Linked DNA regions of Gossypium hirsutum: region 1 is linked to region 2. Evidence: chromatin contacts called from public Hi-C data. All regions are on one chromosome and are shown on one strand. Each heading gives the region's core, a stretch centred on a gene start, on an enhancer-like site or on the middle of the called end of the contact. The rest is flanking DNA. Distances are from core to core; before and after follow the strand shown. Region 1 holds the start of LOC107961709 (protein RRC1). Region 2 holds the start of LOC107939551 (tubulin alpha-3 chain).

The links. A called contact is a pair of places that touch in the nucleus more often than the background predicts.
Region 1: a contact with region 2 is called in a Hi-C map of leaf, with 1.8 times the contacts expected there. The contact joins the promoter of LOC107961709 here to the promoter of LOC107939551 in region 2. A contact is called at or near these places in 2 of 34 Hi-C or Micro-C datasets (callus and leaf).

The regions. Positions count from the first base shown.
Region 1 is chrA06:50,671,265-50,673,964 of Gossypium_hirsutum_v2.1, forward strand. LOC107961709 (protein RRC1) reads right to left here and starts at 1,437. Exons shown (of 17, transcript XM_041115597.1): 1 at 1,254-1,437; 2 at 1,016-1,090; 3 at 754-889; 4 at 523-568. The coding sequence starts at 1,090.
Region 2 is chrA06:50,167,997-50,170,825 of Gossypium_hirsutum_v2.1, forward strand. LOC107939551 (tubulin alpha-3 chain) reads right to left here and starts at 1,295. Exons shown (of 5, transcript NM_001327431.1): 1 at 1,183-1,295; 2 at 795-1,009; 3 at 509-708; 4 at 1-45. The coding sequence starts at 1,295.

The DNA.
Region 1 (2,700 bases), core at 187-2,686, 500 kb after region 2:
TGCATTATAACCATTCATTTGAATTGATCTTTACAAATAAAAAGTAATGATTTCTTTTTCTATCTCTAATTACTCCATTGAAGTCAGTTGACTGGTAGTGGAACTTTTCATATTTCTTTTACACCATGGTAGATGTTATCAACAGCAAAGTATCATTAACTTCCGAGTAGTTTTCTTTCATAAAGCAGATTAGGACTTATAAATAAGCCATAAAAGGTAAAACTTCCACAATGGAGTGGCAATTAAGAATTGAAATTCAGAAAACTATAAACAACAAGTATTTCTTTTCGAAACTAGAAAAGCCCCCTCCCCCCACTAATTGAATCCTTTTAAAGTAAATGGTACGCAAGTTGGAACACCGCTATATGAAATTCTTTTTCACGATATTATAGAAGAAGCCCTTAAAAATACAAGGCTAGAATGAAAACAGCACTATTGTCACCACACAGCTTTTCCATCCATGATGCCTCACCAAAGAGCATTAACAATGCAGCGCGGTTAATCAAAAGCAATTATTATTACCTACTTCCCTTCTTTGGAACAGACATCCCATCTTTGGACTTTTCACCTGCCATCCGCGAATGAATAAAAAAGGCCCATATTTTTATTAATGTGTCCTCGTGATACAATAGAAAAATTATTCTACTAATCCATAGTGCAAAACAAAAACATCGACACTTAAAAAACTAAGACAAAATTATTAAAAAAATTGCTGCTTGAAACACAAAAGTTGAGTCTCGGGATCAAACTAACCTTCAGAATCGGATTTCAACCTCTCGTTGGGATTGATTGTTCCACCTCGAACAAATGCCTTCGATCCAGGGGTATTATCTCCTTGAAACGATGCCACAAACTCCTCGTATAATCGAGCAGTTTCGTCCTCTGCCCTCTAATAAAACCAAAAAGAAAAGCCAGAAATTGAAGTCAATTATTTGGCTCCAGAAGCTGCAAATTCTAGCAAGAACCAAAATTAATTAATTTTTTTGAGCTCTGTAACTAAGAGAGGCAATTGTACCTTCTTCTTGGCTTCTTCCTCTTCTCTGTGCTTCTGGAAAGGCGTTTTCTTACGCGTGATTGAAAATGGACTCATCTTCAAATTATTTAATCAGGCATTCAAAACCCTAATCATTCAACCTCAAAAATAATTATCTTAAACCCCCCCCAAATTGATCGAATCCTTAACATAGAGTAAACCCTAACAAATTACACCACCTCCCAGCGTGGAGTATAGAGAAGAGGGCGTGAAACCATACCTGAGCCAGATCCAAGGTTTTCTGCGATAGAAGGGATGGATTGTTAGGTTCGGGCCAAAAAGAAACGTAGCCAAAATAGGGGGAAACAGATAGAATATAGAACCCTTTAGTATAGTGATTTATTTACTTCATTAAAGAAAAGAAAGAAAGAAATTGTCTCTTCTATTATTTAGCCCCCTGAATTAATAAAAAGGTGACCAAGTAATTTACTCTCCACAAGAGCAACTAATGACAATTACCCTGCACCGCTGAATTGTGAGCGTTATATTTTTCAACAAGATATTAACAATTTATCACGGTTAATTATACTCAAATTCAATATTTTATCATTCTTTAAGTATCTTTGCACATTATTTAAGTTTTAAGTTTTATTTTTATATTTTTATATAATAGTATAAAAGAATAATAATTTAGTTCTAGGAGAGTATATAAAATGTTAAATTAAATAGGTAAAATTACATATGATGCTTGTGTTTCTTATTAATTTTATTAATATCCGTATTGTCTAATACTTTTTGGACCAACTTATTATATACAATAATTTGATTTTAGGTTTTGTTACTTGTTTACAGATTTTCGTCTCAAGTATTATTAATTATAAAAATAATTAATATTTTTTTAGAATTTAAAATTATATAATTAGGCTAAATGAGGCATATATGTCAAAAAATAATTGGCAAAATAGGCTTTTTTTATTAAATTAAGGAAATAAGTCAATTTTGGAGAGAGTATATGAAAACTTGTCTAGCTGGAAGCATTTTCTGCAAAGTTGCAGGAAAGTGAGCCTAGTTAGATGCGTTTTCCTCTGAGTTGGCAAGAAAGCGCGCCCAACTGGACGCGCTTTCCTCCAATGGTAAACTCCCAACAGTCAAATTACAAATTCGGCCAACGATAAAATTATAATTTGCCCAATGGTAACTTTTTTTCTTATATAAGCCTAAGTCATTTTCCACTCTTTTCACTCAAATCTAATTGGTAACTTTTTTCTTATATGAGCCTAAGTCATTTTCCACTCTTTTCACTCAAATCTAATTCTCTTCATTCTCTCTATTCTCTCAATATTAGTTTCAAATTTTCCAATAAATATTTATAAAAATAATCTAATTTTAGTTTACTATTTCATAATTAATTTTTCACGAATGGCAAGTTCTCTTATTCGTTTCGACGATTAACATAGTTTCGCTGTGCGATTAGCAATGGTAAGGATTTTTTTTTATTAAATTAATTTTAAAGTTTTAATTTTTAAAATTTTTTAAATTATTTTGTTGATATATATAGGTGAATGATTGGGTTTTGGAGAGGTTCATACACAATTTATCTAAGAGCGCACTCAATGCAATTCGTCTTCATTTGCAAGGCGCATGATTCTTACATGTGTCTCGTGTACTCGGAGGTTATAAATTGGACCCCATACTTATCAACGCGTTGGTGGAAAGATAAAGACCCA
Region 2 (2,829 bases), core at 45-2,544:
AGTGGACAGAACGCTATTGTAAGGCTCCACAACTGCAGTTGAGACCTGCAAATTTAACAAGAAAAAACCCAAAGAACAGTCCAACACAATTGAGTTTATCAACTTTCATTCAAGTCCCAAACCTTTGATTTCATCAAAGTGTATCATTGAACTTCTATAACTAACATATTAGGTCACTTATTCTAATTCCATTAAATAATTTTACTGCAAAAGCTGTCTTAGCATGCACATATGACTTGCTTTCCACGCATAACCAACTTTGGAATTTCATGCTCGGTAAGGTATGCACGATTAACCAACTTTTCCATTAGAATTACTTTATGGACTTAGCATAAGTGACCTAATTTATTAATAATAGAAGTTTAATGGTTAAATTTGATAAAATTAAAGGCTTGTGATCTACATGGACCATAATGTAAATTACCCCCACATAAAAGTTTCAAAGGCTAAATGGCAAACCGAAAATGGTGATTTCCATGAGTTAGCAGCAACCAAAACAGCTAAGTACCTGAGGCGAAGGATAGATGGTGAACCCAAGCTTTGACTTCTTTCCATAATCTACCGACAAGCGCTCCAACAACAAAGATCCCAAACCAGAACCAGTTCCACCGCCGACAGCGTTAAACACCATAAAACCTTGCAGACCAGTGCAGTTATCAGCTAACTTCCTAACTCGATCAAGGCAGAGATCAACAATTTCCTTTCCAACTGCAAAACAAAAGCGGAATCAGAGTAAGGAAACAAACAAACAACACCAAAATGGAAGCGAAGTGCAGAGAAAGGATGTTTGTTACTTGTATAGTGGCCTCTGGCAAAGTTATTAGCAGCATCTTCCTTGCCAGAAATAAGCTGCTCAGGGTGGAAAAGTTGACGATAAGGGCCAGTCCGCACTTCATCGATAACAGTGGGCTCCAGATCAACAAAGACAGCTCTCGGTACATGCTTTCCTGAACCCGTTTCGCTGAAGAAAGTGTTGAAAGCATCGTGTGCTACACCGACTGAGGTGTCACTGCATTCACCATTAAGCTTCTTCAGCAAAACACATTAGCAATGCCATTACAAGAAAAGAACAAAAGGAGGAAAAAAAACAGAGAAACCGTTATCTCATGACTAGATCCAAACTTTTTGTTAAAAGGGAAATAAGTTTGGAATTTTGATCCCAAAAACAAAATAAAATAAAACCTGGGCATGGTTCCATCAGGATGAATTTCATGTTCAAGACAGTAAAGCTCCCAGCATGAATTCCCGACTTGAATCCCAGCTTGACCAATGTGGACGCTAATAATCTCTCTCATCTCTTCTTTTTCTTTCTGCCTAAGGTCAAAATAAGTAAAGATCTGGAACTTAGAAGACTCGATACAAAAGGATCTGAGTTAAATCTGATCAGATCTAAATAAATTTGTTAGGGAAAATGGAATGGAACTATGAATGCAAAGGATAATGAGTGAACTGAACTAGACTGAAGGCTGAGAAGATACAAATATACTAAATATCTGCTTTCATTTCCCCTATTTAAGGTCGGCAGCTAATGCAAAGTTTCGAAATTTATTCTCTAAAAAATATTGTATACACCAATCACATTTCACTAATTTCATTAATTATATGATATAATTTTTCCATAAATAGTTCAAATTAGAGGTGTGCATGAGCTGGGCCAGGCAGGGTTTGGGTTTGGGTTAGGCTCAGCTAAAAATTTAGTCCCGTTTGCTAGGCCCGGGCCCGGCCTGGCCTAAAAAATAGGCCTAAAATTTTGTTCAAGCCCGACCCGAATAAAAATGTTAAAACCCGAGTTAGACTCGGCCCACCCATGTTAATTTTTATATTATTTTTTATATAATTTTAAAATATATATAAACTATTAAAAATACTAAAAACATCAAGATAAATATTTCTCAACATATTGAAAATAAATTTTAAAAAATATGTATACTTAAATAACACTAAAATAGATGCAACTTAACAAGGAAATGCTTCTAAAATAATAACAAAATTAACAAATGTGTTTAAAATAATAAAAAAATTAACAATAAAATAAATTTTATACAATATCCAAACAATAACAACAAAATAGTAGCAACATAATAGTAAAATAGTAGCAAATAGGGAGAAAACAATAAGGAAATAATATTAAAAAAATAGATTTTTTGTCATGTAGTGAATTTGGGTCGGGTCGGGCCAGGCTCGGGCCAAAAATGCCTTACCCGAGGCCTGACCTATTTTTTAAACAGGCCTAATATTTTTGCCCAAACTCATTTTTCGGACCTATATTTTTGCCCAAACTCTCTCAAATTTCGAGCGGACTTTTGAGCCAGGCCGGGTGGCCTTACCCATGCACACCTCTAGTTCACATGACATTTCTTTTATAATTGAAGTGGGAATGCACTAAATTAAATTGGTTTAACACTAATGTATCATTTTTTATGGTATGGGAAGTAATAACTTATTTTTTATAGGGAGTAATAATTTATTTTGCCCTCCACTTTATAAAATAGGTTATTTTAGTTTTATATTTAATCTTTTATTTTTTTATTCTTTTAATTTGTATTTTTTTTACCAAATCATTCCAGAACTAATGGAAAAGTTATCGTTATTAATTTTACCGACGTAGTATACACGTGAATTGTCTCGTAGATGACATGTTGTCTCGAAATAATTCAATTGATGTGCAAGTATACACAAGTAATAAAGAAGTAAGTAACAGTTATCGTCTTCATACGGACTGTTTATACAAATAAAAAATTGCAAAATTAATCCTTATTGGTTGGTGATGAGATCAATTAAAGTGTGATGAATTTCCTAATTATACTAGATTAACCTAAGTATGATTAA